Linked DNA regions of Mus musculus: all the other regions are linked to region 4. A link is a contact called in public HiChIP or PLAC-seq and promoter capture Hi-C data. All regions are on one chromosome and are shown on one strand. Each heading gives the region's core, a stretch centred on a gene start, on an enhancer-like site or on the middle of the called end of the contact. The rest is flanking DNA. Distances are from core to core; before and after follow the strand shown. Region 1 holds the start of Mapk13 (mitogen-activated protein kinase 13). Region 2 holds the start of Srpk1 (serine/arginine-rich protein specific kinase 1). Region 3 holds the start of Uhrf1bp1 (UHRF1 (ICBP90) binding protein 1). Region 4 holds the start of Tead3 (TEA domain family member 3).

Evidence for each region. HiChIP or PLAC-seq counts read pairs in DNA pulled down with a chosen protein or histone mark. Capture Hi-C pulls out chosen DNA fragments and counts their contacts.
Region 1: a contact with region 4 is called in a promoter capture Hi-C map of liver, with 2.4 times the contacts expected there. The contact joins the promoter of Mapk13 here to the promoter of Tead3 in region 4. A contact is called at or near these places in 1 of 39 promoter capture datasets (liver), 1 of 484 Hi-C or Micro-C datasets (embryonic stem cells) and 3 of 9 other capture datasets (adipose tissue, liver and pancreatic islet).
Region 2: a promoter capture Hi-C map of adipose tissue shows a contact between it and region 4. The contact joins the promoter of Srpk1 here to the promoter of Tead3 in region 4. A contact is called at or near these places in 5 of 39 promoter capture datasets (3T3-L1-derived adipocytes, the C10 cell line and liver), 2 of 484 Hi-C or Micro-C datasets (both in embryonic stem cells), 2 of 115 datasets of contacts at active chromatin or transcription factors (effector CD8 T cells and pancreatic cancer cells) and 4 of 9 other capture datasets (adipose tissue, liver, macrophages and 1 more).
Region 3: an HNF4G HiChIP or PLAC-seq map of pancreatic cancer cells shows a contact between it and region 4. The contact joins the promoter of Uhrf1bp1 here to the promoter of Tead3 in region 4. A contact is called at or near these places in 1 of 115 datasets of contacts at active chromatin or transcription factors (pancreatic cancer cells) and 2 of 9 other capture datasets (adipose tissue and liver).

Annotation. Positions count from the first base shown.
Region 1 is chr17:28,767,018-28,770,692 of GRCm38.p6, forward strand. It overlaps Mapk13 (mitogen-activated protein kinase 13), which reads left to right and starts at 2,300. Exons shown (of 12, transcript NM_011950.2): 1 at 2,300-2,511; 2 at 2,994-3,123. The coding sequence starts at 2,393.
Region 2 is chr17:28,620,701-28,624,310 of GRCm38.p6, forward strand. It overlaps Srpk1 (serine/arginine-rich protein specific kinase 1), which reads right to left and starts at 1,821. Exons shown (of 16, transcript NM_016795.4): 1 at 1,700-1,821; 2 at 1,277-1,337. The coding sequence starts at 1,712.
Region 3 is chr17:27,854,420-27,857,915 of GRCm38.p6, forward strand. It overlaps Uhrf1bp1 (UHRF1 (ICBP90) binding protein 1), which reads left to right and starts at 2,088. Exons shown (of 21, transcript NM_001080769.1): 1 at 2,088-2,375. The coding sequence starts at 2,332.
Region 4 is chr17:28,348,982-28,352,248 of GRCm38.p6, forward strand. Tead3 (TEA domain family member 3) reads right to left here and starts at 1,824. Exons shown (of 13, transcript NM_011566.4): 1 at 1,628-1,824. It overlaps Tulp1 (tubby like protein 1), which reads right to left. Exons shown (of 15, transcript NM_021478.2): 15 at 2,534-3,021. The coding sequence ends at 2,888.

The DNA.
Region 1 (3,675 bases), core at 1,050-3,549, 420 kb after region 4:
GAATATGTAAAACACACTAATGGTTGGCACATGGCAAGCACGTATGTTTATTAGATAATTTTTCATACCCAATGGGCTGACTCGGTCATTCTTAGACATTCTTTGATATGTTCTTAAGATGAGTAACACACAGATGCCCCGCCCAGAACATGTCTGTGGGGTTGTTCTCCCCAGTGGTCGCAGACCGTGTGGCTGCGTTTGGGGTCTGCAGACAGCTTGATGGGTCTCCCAGCTAGCACATGGCTCTCTTGTGAGCCTCTGTCCTCTGACCAATGAAGCAAGCTGGCTCCCTTCCCTTTCACAGAGAAGCCAGAGAGGGTGGGACATGTTCCAGGGCATGCATGACTGAAATTGAGAACAAAGTCTCCCTGGGACCACCCAAGACAACGCCATTCACGTGGCCTTAGAAATCAAGCAAAGATCTATACTCAGAATTAGACATTTACTCTGGAGGCAGAATCAGGGCAATATCTATGAGTAAAAGACCAGCCCAGTCTACATAGAAAGTCCCAGGCCAGCTAAGGTACATAGTGAGATACTGTCTTAAAAACCATCACCAGGGAGTGGGTGGGTAGGGGAGTGGGGGTGGGTGGGTAAGGGGGACTTTTGGTATAGCATTGGAAATGTAAATGAGCTAAATACCTAATAAAAAATGGAAAAAAAAAAAAAAAAAAAAAAAAAAAAAAAAAAAAAAAAAAAAACCATCACCAGCCAGGCTTGGTGGCACACACCTTTAATCCCAGCACTCGAGAAGCAGAGGCAGGTGGATTTCTGAGTTCGAGGCCAGCCTGGTCTACAAAGTGAGTTCCAGGACAGCCAGGGCTACACAGAGAAACCCTGCTCGAGAAAACAACAACAACAACAATAAAAACATCACCACCGGGCTGGAGAGATGGCTCAGCGGTTAAGAGAACTATCTGCTCTTCCAGAAGCCCTGAGTTCAATTCCCAGCAACCACTGTAATGGGATCCAATGCCCTCTTCTGGTGTGTCTGAAGACAGCTACAGTGTACTCATATACATAAAATAAATTAATCTTAAAAAGCTAAAAACAAAACAAAACCATCACCACCAGTATCAAACAAACTCCGGTGGATGTTTAAATCTTTGTGAACTCTGGGGACTGTAGAATTAGCAGCCGTCGACTCTGGGTGTAAGACAGCAAATCTCTCATGAGAAGAAGGATTGGATGCCTGGAGTTTGTTTCAGAAAAATGGGGAAGAGGAATAGAGTCTGAGCCCTGGTCAGTCGCTGAGCCTTAGGATCTGAGAGTCCTGCTTACTGAAAAGACAAGAGTCCTGGGGTCACAGGAGCTCATGTAGAACCCCATGAATTGTAGGGTTCTTGTGTTGTTGTTGTTGTTTGGGGATCTCCGGAGGGTTTTCTGGGAGGAGGGGTGTTGAGACAGAGTTTCTCTGTGTAGCCTTGGCTGTCCTGGAACTCTGTAGACCAGGCTGGCCTCAAACTCAGAAATCCACCTGCCTCTGCCTTCCAAGTGCTGGGATTAAAGGCGTGTGCACCACGATGCCTATTTTTGTTTATTTATTTGCTTATTTGTTTTGTTTAACTATGTGCATGATGACCTGGGTGCTGGAAGCCAAACTCAGGTCATCCTCAAGAGCGGTGCAGTCTCTAACCTGCTGAACAACCTCTCCATCTTTCTGTGGGGTCTCACTATGTAACCTATGCTGGTCTCCAGTTTACTGCGTAGTCAAGAATGACGTTATTTCTCTATCCTTCCTTCCTCCCTCCCTTCCTCCCTTCTTCTCCCCTTCCCTCTCTTCCCACCCTCTCTATCTCTCCCTCCTTTCTTCTATCCCTCTCTTCCTTCTCTGTTCATTCTCTGTATCTCTCCTCTCTAGTCTCTCCTCTCCCTTCTTCCTCAGGGTCTCACCTAGTCTGGCATTGAACTATGTACTGAACTGGACTCAAAATCGTAGCAATTCTCCTGTCTCTGCCTCTATCTCCTGTGTTGAGTACAGACCTGAGCCACCACGCCTTACATGTGAAGGGTATATTTCTTAAACTAGCCCAACTAGCAACAAGTTGAGCGCCCCCCCCCCCGCGCCCTAACCCCATTCCCAACTCTTCCTACAGTCTCTAGGCAGCCTCGCAGGCACCCCTTTCCCGCAGGGCACCCCCCTCCTCCCTCAGCACCTGCAGCAGGTGGCTGGTGGGGCCTGGGGCGTTCGCCGGTGATGGGCGGAGTCCGGAGCGCGGGCGAGCGGTGGGCGGGCCGGGGCGGGAACGTACCTGGGCGAGGCGGCAGGTGCGCCGCCCCACGGGGGAGGAGCGGGCGCGGGGCGGGAGGGGACCGCGGCGGGACACCCGGGCCGGGAGCCCGCGGGCAGCCACCGCAACCTCCTCGCAGGACCGCCACCACGGGGTCCGGGATGAGCCTCACTCGGAAAAGGGGCTTCTACAAGCAGGACATCAACAAGACTGCCTGGGAGCTACCCAAGACCTACCTGGCGCCCGCGCACGTCGGCAGCGGGGCCTATGGAGCGGTGTGGTGAGACCCGGGGACCCCAGGAATCAGAGGAGCCACGGGCCACCCCTCGGCAGCCTCCCCGAGTGAGCCCGGTGGCAGTGGGGCCCCTGTGGGTTGAGTCGCTGGCGAATCTGGTTCTCCAAGGCTGTAACTTTTTAAAAGGGATCTCGGAGTTCGTGGGACAGATCCCTGCGGTTGCAGATGAGGCCCCAAGAGGGGAACTTGCCAAATCGCAGAGCAGGGACTCCTGGCCTGCTCTGCATCCTGTCAGCAAGAACTGCTTCTCTCCTTGCTCTGCCGCCCCTTCCTTGGCGTCGCCCCCTACTCACACACACTCTCTCTCTCTCTCTCTCTCTCTCTCTCTCTCTCTCTCTCTCTCTTTCTGCTGGTCTCCGGCCAGCCTGGGGAGCACAGAATGGGGGTGGCCTAGGACAGGGCTGGAGGGATCTCCAGTTTAGGCCCTTTGCGCCGCCCCTCCCCCTCACCTGCCTGTGACCCCGCAGCTCGGCCATCGACAAGCGGACAGGGGAGAAGGTGGCCATCAAGAAGCTGAGCCGGCCCTTCCAGTCGGAGATCTTTGCCAAGCGCGCTTACCGCGAGCTTCTGCTCTTGAAGCACATGCACCATGAGAACGTAGGCTGCCTCGGGGTGTGGATGTGCCGGGGATCGGAGGGCAGGGAGAGGGGCCCAGGAGGGGCCTGCCCAGGGTCGTGCGCGCAGGGCCAGGAGAAAGAACTTCCTCTGCTCCACCCTGGTTTCTCAGCTCTCTAAGGAGAGCCCAATGAGAAGATGCCAGGGCCTGCCCAGCTCGCTTCCCAGAAAACACACAACCTTTTCTTGATTGTGAGGAGGAAGTAGGCACAGGGGAGCTTCGCGATTGGTTCTGTGAGGACTCCAGTCCGATGAGCCTGGGCACTTGAGCTAAAGCTGCCTCCATTCTGGCCACTCTAAGTCTAACAATAAATACTGAGTATTTAATGCATGCGGGGGTGGGGGCTGGCTAACTTTTATAATCCTCTCCGTAACACATGCCAAGGCACAGAAAGGTTTCCCCGGTTCTGCAGCGGCAGAGCTGAGGTTGGAAGGGGCGGGAGGCAGAGCCTGGTGCCTGACCATTTGACCATCCTGTCTGATGGAAACAGACCCCGTGACCCAGCTCTGGGCCAGGCAGAAGGGCTAGGGTCC
Region 2 (3,610 bases), core at 571-3,070, 270 kb after region 4:
CCTGCCCACACCTCAGCGCTCACTCACACACACTAGAAAATGGAGAAGAGGAGAAGTCGGCACTTTATCAAAGAAGTCACTGCACGGCCTCCCCCAAAAAACTTCAGGGAGTCTCCTAAGCAACACCACCCACTCCACCCCGGTACAGTCGCGCAGCAGGGTGACCTAGGAAGACTTCTAATGTGTGGCAGAGCAGTGCAGACCCAGCTTGATAATACAAAACACCAAATAAATGGGAAAACACAGAAAACAGTTCCTCTGAAACAGAGTGCTAAGCAGAGAACTCTCTAAGTCCACCCGGAGGAACCTCTGCAACTAAATGTTAGTACAAGATCCTTCGTAAAGCTAACTTCTAAGCTCACAATGGCAGTGAGCCTGCAGTGGTGGCACATGCCCCTTAATCCCAGGATTCTCAGAGCCAAAAACAAGAGGATAAATTCAAGGCCAACCTGGTCTACATAGGGAGTTCCAGGTCAGCCAAGGCTATCTCAAAAAACAAAGACGTTGGTGGGAATGGTAGCAGCTAAGCTCACTTGAATAAGCCTCCACCCAGCGTTTCTATCAGACTGTGCCCTCTTTTGTGCACACACACCCCCAACACCACTAAACCACTATTACACATCAAATCGGGCAAGTGTAGCACTAGGCCCACCAAGCCGGAATCACCCAACCGGCACCAGCAATTTGACTCTGGACATTACTCCGACGTTACTGCTCTGAGGACCTGATAGTACGGCCCGCCGGTAATGCATAACTTAGCCGGCACACCGAGTGGACAGCAACGCCACAGAGTCTCCCAGACTTAGGAAGCAGAGTAATCAGGCGCGAGGAAGACTCCCGGCCGTCCTCCTCTACCCAAGCGAGCGTGTGGTTGGCAGGGCCAAGGGTAAACAGGGAAAATTCATTCAACAATTTCCCGATGGCGTAGCGTGCGGACAGACGTAGGAGGCAAGTTAAGACGCTGCGGAGCACGGAAGGAAGAGCAGAGTTCACAGACAGGCAGGTAATGATTGCCAGCTCCGGCTGCCGGGCCACACCTGGGCCTCCTCGATGGAGTTGGCGAGTGGTGCCGGGCAGGCTCCGGGTCTTTCCAGCAGACCCGAGCCTGGAGACCCAGCTACCTTCCACATGATTCCCGGAGGGCGAATCACACAGCGGCCCAGTAACCATGTGGCGGGGAGGGGTTGGGGGGGAACCGCCCGAAGCGCACAACCCGGTAGGGGGAGGAGGTCCCCGAGGAAACGCAAAGGGCGGGATGTTGGGGTACAAGACTCACTTCCTTTGGGCTTTGTCCTTCTTGGCCTTGGTCCTTTTCTTTCGGGCCTGGAGCGCGAGCACTGCGGGAGAGAGGGATGGATGAAGGGCCGATGTAAGTGGGAGGCGGGGAGCGGCGCGAGCACGCAGGGCGACCGGGCCTGAGGCTGCGGGCCGAGCGCGGGGCGGGCTGCTCGGGGTGCACAGCGGCTGCCAGGCCCGGCGCGCCCAAAGAGGCTCGGGCCGGCCATGAGGCCTCGCCGCCCCGGCCTGGGGGCTGCGGAGCGAGGGGCGGGGACGGCGGGCGCCGGAGGACGCCGCAGCCGAGGGGCGAGAGGCAAGAGTGACGCCGCTTCAGGGGGCCGCGACAGTGGCCAGAGAGGCGCCTGGCGCCCAGTCGGGGACCGCCGTGGCTCCTCGTGGCGGAGGCCGCTCCGCCGCTCACCTTTCCGCTCCATGGCGAGACCGGTAACCGCCAGGCGCCTGCGCACTCGAGTGACGCCGACTCGGGCTCCCGCCGCGGCCCAAATCCCAGCTCTTCCTCCCGGCGCGCGCCGGCCCCGCCTCCGGGCCCGCCCGACCACGCCCCACACGGCGTCGCGCGCCTGCGTGGTGAACACAGAGCCTACCACCTGCTCCGGGGTGTACGAGAGTGGAGGGCAAGGGACCGAGGGATCCTGAATGGGAAGCTGGTTTTAGTGTCCCGCCATAAAGCGCGCGGCTTGAAGTTCTTACCTCCTGAGGAAAGGCAGGGCTCCGCAGTCAGTCGGGATTTGCCTCAGTTTCCCCGGCCTGCAAAACTGCTTAACCCAAACATATCCCAGTTCCTGTCTGAGCTGTTGTAAGGGCCAATTAAGACATTAAAGAAAATGGGAAATTAAATTGTATGTGGATACACACAGAACAAAGGCTGGAAGGAGGGAACGTGTGCCTCTGTCCTCTTCTAAAGATAAAACCTTGGGCCAGCAGCCCATGCCTTTAATCCCAGCACTCCAGAAGCAGGTGTATCTTTATGAGTTCCAGGCCAGCAAGGCATATATAATGAGATCCTGACCCAAAATAAATCAATAAGAACTGGATGGGGGGGCGGTATGGGGGACTTTTGGGATAGCATTGGAAATGTAACTGAGGAAAATACGTAATAAAAAAATATTAAAAAAAAAAAAAAGAACTGGATCAGAAGCTGGGCAGTGGTGGTGCACGCCTTTAATCCCAGCACTTGGAAAGCAGAGGCAGGCAGATTTCTGAGTTCGAGGCCAGCCTGGTCTACAGAGTGAGTTCCAAGACAGCCAGGGCTACACAGAGACACCCTGTCTCGAAAAACCAAAAAAGAAAAAAGAAAAAAAGAAAAGAACTGGACCAGAAGACAGCTCAGCAAGTAAAGGTGCCTTAAGGACCTGAATTCAAATCCAAATAGGGCCAATTCCCACAGGTCTCTCTCTGACTTGCACACAGGACCCATGGCACATGCAACAACCCCTCACCCATAAGTAAGCTAAACAATTATTTTAAGTAAAAGCAAACACTTCTAAAGGGAATTTTCTAGCTGCAAGTTGAAAGCCTTAAAGGAAGGGTGTGAATGGGAATTCTGTTTTCTCCTTGAAGAACTCTCTTCATCGTAGGACTTACCGGGTGTTTCCATACTGTCAAGTGCATGATCTTATTAGATGCTGATGTCAACTTCAGGCCAAGGTAGTTATTATCCCCATTACAGAAAGATGAGAACGTGGAAAGGATTGTGTGCTCAGAATCTTGCTGTCCCAACCCAATGATTCAGGCATCAAAACTCCTATAGTAAAGTAGAATCAGCAGGCATTTATGAGAGAGATGGGGGAGGAACATGAGGCTCTCTAGACCCCAGTATTTCTTCCAAAACATAGACTGTGGGTACTGCTGTGGAGATTTATAGTAGGCACTGAAATTCGCAATTGGAATTGTATACTTTTCATGTGTTTCAGAACTCTCCTTTAGATCTTTTTTGTGATTTTCTTTTTGTTGTTTTGTTTGTCTGTTTGGGGGGTTTTTGGTTTGTTTTGTTTTGTTTTTGTTTTGAGACAGGGTTTCTCTGTGTAGTCCTGGCTGTCCTAGAACTCACTCTGTAGACCAGGCTGGCCTGGAACTCAGAAATCGGCCTGCCTCTGCCTCCTAAGTGCTGGGATTAAAGGCGTGCGCTACCAACACCCGGCTCCACTGAAGCCTTTTCAAGTGGCGTGCATATGTCTATATTCCAGCTGGCTAGGGTAGGGGCTCAAAAACCCAGCTCTATAAGAAGTGGGACTTGGGGGCTGGTGAGATGGCTCAGCAGGTAAGATGTCTCTAAGAGCACCCAACTGCTCTTCTGAAGGTCCTGAGTTCA
Region 3 (3,496 bases), core at 838-3,337, 490 kb before region 4:
AGTCTTGCTTCTTCCTCCTAGGTGCTTCCCTCATGCCTGGCTGCTATCCTGAGATGGCATTGTATTATATAGCCCAGGTTGGCCTTGAACTACCTCAGCTCATGAGGACTGGGATTTTAAGAGCATAGTATCAGCTGGGTGTGGCAGCGCACATTTTTAATCCCAGCACTCAGGATTAGGGGCACAGAGGCAGGCCTATCTCTGTGAGTTTTAGGCCAGTCTGGTCTAGAAATTATTTCCAGGATAGCCAGGGCTGCACAGGAAAACCCTGTCTCAACAAGAAAAACTATTGTCCGACAATTTCCACCCCCCCTCCTTCTCAATCCTCTCTTTTTGATTGATTGATTGATTAATTTTGAGACAGGGTTTCTCTGTGTAGCCCTGGCTGTCCTGAAACTCAGTCTGTAGACCAGGCTGGCTTCAGATTCAAGTAGATCCACCTGTTTTTCCACCTCCTGATTGTGGGGACTAAAGGCTTGTGCCATGTTTTTTGTCTCAGTGTTTAAAATTAAAATTAAATCTCAATCTGGAAACATTGCTAGTTATGAATAAAGTTTCAGAAGGAACTTACGACAGCTTGTGAAAGCTCAATGAATGTTAGTTGCAGTGACTAAAACAGTATAGCCAGGTGTGGTGTGAACAGCCACATTTTTTGGCGCTCAGGAGGCAGAGACAGGAGGATGGCTGCCACTTTGGCCACATCCTGGTCTATCTACATAGCAATCCCTGGGCCATCTAGGGCTATATCTGGATACCTTGTCTCAATCTCAACCAAGAGTAAACTTTTTTTTGGTGGTTTTTCGAGACAGGGGTTCTCTTTGTAGCCCTGGCTGTCCTGGAACTCACTTTGTAGACCAGGCTGGCCTCAAACTCAGAAATCCGCCTGCCTTTGCCTCCAGAGTGCTGGGATTAAAGGCTTGCGCCACCACGCTGGGCTCCAAGAGTAAACTTAAAAGACCTGGGGACTGGAGAGATGGCTCCCTGCTAAGTGCTGCTCTAGAGGGCTTAGGTGCAGTGCTCAGCACCCACACCAAGTGGCTCACAACTACTTGTAACTCCAGTGCCAAAGAATCTGACAGCTTCTGGTCTCTGTGGGCACATGACATTCACACTCACATAGGAATGCACAGATAAATAAAAACACTCCGTCTTTGGGGGGCGGTGCGTCTGAGTGGAGTACTTACCTCATTTGCTTGATGTAATTAATTCCTACTCCCGCCAAACTTACCAAGAAAGCAAAACCACACGAAATAGCGAGAATTAAAGACATTGGCTCTCATTTCCATTGCTCCCTTTTCAAAAGGCAGTTAAGTATATTGAGTCATGTACTAATGATCAATAGACATTTAAATTTCCTAAAGGGGGCTTTAAGCAAAGTATGTTGGTTAGGTTTGCTGTGGTTGTTCGGCGTTTTGACCTCAGCAGTTTGTCAGAATGGTGCATTGGGAAATGAGATCCTGCACTGAGCCATTGTCATGCATGGAAACAGGATTCAGCCCTTGCCCCAGTTTTGTAGCTTTGGTCAGATGGTATCTGAGTATCTCCTGGATACAGTGAAGAGTGGAAGGAGCCTCCATCTGTGTTTAATGGAGTGGCCCAAGGCTTGGCGAGCACTTTATCACGGAGGCCTTATGTATTTAGCAGCTTAATAACTGCAGATATTTTTCTTGAAACTGGAAGCATTAAAGGTTAGATTTCTTGGGTCTTTTTTTTTTTTTGTGGTTTTTCGAGACAGCGTTTCTCTGTATAGCCCTGGCTGTCATGGAACTCACTTTGTAGACCAGGCTGGCCTCGAACTCAGAAGAGACAAGGTCTCTTAATGTAACCCTGTCTTGGTAGTCCCCATGTAGACAGGGTTGGTCTCAAGGTCCTATATTTGCTTGCCTCTGGCTCTGGAGAGTTCGGAGTAAAGGCGAATGCCACCATCTACCTTCTGGAAGAGTGAGCCCCGCCTCTGAGCGTGTAAGCCCCGCCCCGCGCAGTTGCCCCGCCCCCTATGCCTCTGAGCTCCCGCCGCCCCGCCCCTCATCCCTTGCGCCTGTGCCGCCGCGCGCGTCCCCGCCCCTCGCCGTGCGCTCTCGCCACGGGGATCCCGGAGGGTGGCGTGCGGTCTGGGTTCTGCTCCGCGGGATCCTGCGGCGCCGCACGGGCGGGTGGGAACGCGGCGGAACTCCTGGCGCTGAGTTAGGGGCGACAGAGAGCCATGGCGGCCACTGTGGCTACGGCAGCCGGTGCCCGCGCCGCGGCGAGGTGAGAGGACGCCTCTTTTCCACAACTGAGGAGGCCACGGCTGCCCGTCTGCCTGCATTCCACGCGGGCCCGGGCTGCAGCATGGCCGGGATCATTAAGAAGCAGATCTTGAAGCATCTGTCCCGGTGAGAGCGCCACCCCGCGTACTCGGTCCTTTTCCGAGCCCTCCGACCTCCCTCCGGCCGCTCTGGGCGAGCGGCTCCCTGCAGGCGCGATTCAACTCTTGCGGGCCGTTGTCGGCGCTGCATTACTCCCTCGCCCGGGCCACCTTCCTCCCCACCCCCGTCGCCGCCTCCTTCCTCGGCGCGGGTCACCCAGCCCTTTCCTGGCCGTACCTTCCAGACCCGCACGGAACCTGGCAGGCCAGCCCTGGAGGCCTCTTCCCGCCTGCCGAGCCGCCCAGCGCCGGTTCATTTCTGGCTTTGCCGCTCCGTGCTGGATTACCCAGGTCCCCTTCGATTGCAGCGCCGACGCCGGCTTTCTCCTTCTGTGAGGCGAGCTCCTCCTCTTCTGTCTGACCCTGTTGCATCACTCTTGAAAAGATATAAACCCTTCACCCGAGGCTGGTCGTCCTTTCGGACCTCCCTCCTTTCTGGGTCCGCTTTCTTCTCCGTACACAGACGGATTGGAGAAAGGTCAGCGGAGGTGGGGGATAAAGTTTCAGCAGCCTTCCCTTTAAGATGCCATGGAGGTTTGTTTGACAGCCAGTGTCCACTTGTGCTTTGTGGCCTCCTGTTAAGCTGTCCTGTCGCTCTGTATTTGGGGCATGACGGGTTAGCTGGCAAGACACTTTTCAGCTATATCTGAAGGACTCCTGGTCTCTGCGTGATGATGCAGCTTGTTAGAATGGGTGGCTGCGAAAATTGGGAGCTAGCTTTGCAGTTGGTTTTCGCTGCTTATTCTAGCTTGGTGATGGTTGTTAATTTAGGTTGTCTCAGAGGCTCTAGTGATCCAGAGTTTGGCAGCACAGTGACTAGTGGTTTTCAAGAGGTGTGTGTGAGTGTTGCCAGTCAACATGGAACACCAGGGCTTGTGTGAGCCTCTGTCCCTGACGTGGTGTCCCCCGTTGCCTGGCTGACATTGGCTTATGTGATCTTAGACATTTATTAGCTAGATTCAGATACCTTGTTTGATTAACTGTTATGTGCATGACTGAAGGGCCGGCTCCTGGAGTCTGGGCACTTCCTCTTCAACGTTTATCTCTTTCAAACTAGATAGTAGTAGTAGATACGTCAAAGACTATCTA
Region 4 (3,267 bases), core at 574-3,073:
GGCAGCAAACCAGAGACCCAGCTCCTGCCCTTGGTGGAGCTATCTTTTTATGCGTATTTCTTTTCTCCCGACAGCAGAACTAGTTAGGGTCTAAAAATTCAGTGATGGTGGATGAGAGACTCTGGATAGACACACACCTGTGTGTGTGTGTGTGTGTGTGCACTCAAAAGATTTCCTGCCAACCACTGGCCATTCTGTTCCCCAAAGTGCTAATTAGCATTAATTACAGTTCCCTCCCTGGAGGTGGGGAAGGCCTGGCTTCCAGCCCCTCCCTGAGGAGGGGGGTAATTCAGTCTCCTGTCCACTCTTGGCCCAAGGGATAAGTAGACAGACCCTCACCCTTCCCATGAAGGAAGAAAAGGCTTGTCAGACAACGGGGAAGACCAGAGTGGGAAGGGAAGACCGGATGCCCTCAACTGCTTTAACAAGTGTCAGGAGAAGGAGGTCTGGGGACTAGGAAGGGCAGAGGCATAGTCCTTACACCTTCAACTAATAGCTGCTTTCCCTCCTGGCAGCAGCCCGCAGCTGGTTGTGAGTGTAGGGGTGTCCCAGACCCCAGCACTGAGGCAAAACCCTGTGTGTACAGATCCAGGCTACGAGAGTTCAAATACACGGAGCCACCATGGACACCAGTCCCTCAAAGCTGTGTCCAGCCCCCACCGCCATCCTCCGGGCTAGGCTACAAGTCCAGGCCTGACTTGGTTCTGCCCCTACCTGGAGAGAGCTCGAGATACAGAGAGAGGGACACAGGCCCTGAGAAGCCCGGCCCTAGGCTTCGTTCGTTCCCTCTTGCTCTTTAAAAAACTAAGCCCTCAATCAGGGCCCCTGTTGGGGGGGGGGGGGGGGGCGGGTAGAGTAGGGGCTAAAGTGACACTGCCCCGAAGGCCTGCTGGGGCTAGAAAACAGACCCACATCAGCGCTCCAGCCTCCCTTCCCAGGCAGGAATAAAGACGTGACAGACAATGGAGAGGACCCGAGTGGGAAGGGAAGCCCTGTCGCCCACAATTGCCTTAACAAGTTCTCCGGAGAAGTGCGGGGAAGGCCCCAAATCCAGCCGCGTCCCGAGCGAGGCTCCTGGAGCAAGGAGCTGGGACTCGCCCCGAGGCGGGCGGCAGAACTGTAGGGGACAGGCGTCCCCCCACGCCTTTGGGTGCGCACACGCTCCGGGCTCACACTGTGGCTTCCAGACACCCGGGCCGGGTCCCAGCGCAGCCGCGAGCAGCGCGCACACCGGCGCGCCCTGGCTAAGGCCTGCGTGGAGCCCGGGGCTCGCGGGCTCTCGGGAGTCCAAAGGGCGCCCCGGATACGAGTCCCGGCGCAGGCCTTCCAAGCCCGCGGCTCTGGGCGCACACCCCGGCACACGGCGGGGCCAGGCCCGGGCACCCGGGACACTCCGGGCTTCCCAGCCTCCGGGTCGCGGGGGGGTGGGGTGGGTGGGCGGGGCTTCCCGGAGAGCGTCTCCCCCCTTCCCTCCAAAGTTCCCGGCACCCAGGTCCTGGGCTCCGGCGCGGGCTGGACAATAGCTCAGAACCCCTAGAGTGTCCCGGGTCCCCGCCATCCAGAAGCCACCCGAGCAGAGCAGTCACCTCTGCGCGCGAGGCCTCCGAGTTGCATTCCCCGGGCTTACCTGCTCCGAGCTCCGGGGGGCGCTCCGCCGGGCCGCTCCGCCGGGCCCGAGGGAGTAGTGAGGGGGGCCGGGAAGGGGGGTCGTGGGCAGGGGGATGGCCGGAATGTACGGAATGAGCCCGGCCGGAGCGGGAGGTGCTGGGCGCGGAGGAGGGAGCGAGCGGGACGGAAAGTTTGTGTTGAGGGAGCCGGGCGGGGGGTGGGGGCTGCGGGCGGGAGGGGCGGGACCGGTAGGCGGGGCCAACGGCGGGCGGGCCCACGGGTGGGCGGTGCTATTTGGGGGGAGTGATCTAAGGCGGGCCGGGGCCTGCTGTCTCTCTAACCACCCAGTCCCAAGAACGCCCGTAGCTGTGGATTCACACTCCCGCGCACCCCATTCCTCGCTCGTCGTCTCAGAGTTCCCACCTCCCCTACACAACCCCCTTGTGGGTACTCCGCTGAATCTAGAGGGATCAGGTCTGGGGCGGAGCCAAGAGGAGAGCTCTGCCCCCTAGGCTGAACTCCTTGGAGGTGTTTAGGGTCCTGGGGAGCCGCGTCCTCCGCATCCAAATGACCCGAGCGCGCACGGGGTCTCGGGCTCCCCACCCTTCTACTCGGGTCCCGGGCAGCCCAGGCCTCTGCAGCTCCCCTCCCGCCCAGAGCCCGCCCCCCACTCCGGGGCCTCAGACTTGGCTCCGCCCTGCCCGGACCCGGTTTGTCTGGTTCTCCCCGAGTGGCTTGTTTCTCGAATTTCTCCCTTTCTCCCTCTTCCTCTACCTCTAGGGCCCTCCCTCTCCTCCCTACTGGCGGAGAGTCGGGGGCCCGGACCCTGTGCGCTTGACGAGGTTCCATAGAACAGAAGGGGACGCGGGAGCGCGGGGCCAACGCAGGCACCTGAGTTTACACACATGAATCCAGAAACTACCGATGCGTTCAGCCTCGGACGTGACTTTATTGGGGATGTGGGTCCCTGGCTCTGCTTCACCATCGTCCCCTCCCCACCCCCTACAAACCCCCCAGCGCGGGGTCGGAGGGGCCTCGAACATCTGACTCCGGCTCTCTGACAGGAAGTGACTGGGGAGGAGGGGGCGAGGCAAGTACTTTTGGGCGACCAGATGTTCATCTCCATCCCCTCTGCCTCAGCCGGTGCCAGGCTGGGGGAGTGGAGGGGGGAAATGCCCGGAGGTCACGGAGAGGGGTGAGCCCTTCCATGGGAGCTGTGGGGGAGGGACCTTGCCACCCCCAACCGAATGCTTTCCCAGCGCTGAGGAGCTGTGGGGGGTCACTCGCAGGCCAGCTTCCCGTCGAAGCTGGAGAGGGCGATGGCGAAGGCCTGCAGAGCACACAGCGGGTACCGGTAGTCTAGGGTGAAGGCGTCCTCAGCCACGCGGCCGAACTGCAGCACTATATAGTCAGCTGTGAAGACAGACCGTGGGGTGACCTTGGACCCCATCTCGACAGGCAACCCCTCAACAAAACGAGGTCTTGCTCCTTGATGTGGAGTCATAGCCCCCATGCAGCTTCAGGCCACCTTCCCCGTTCTGGGTCATCCAATCAGCCCAACCCAGCCGCTACAGGGTCTGTCACACGGAGTCCGCAGGGCAGGGGCCCTGCGGGGTCTGTCACACGGAGTCCGCAGGGCAGGGGCCCTGCCTTATCATC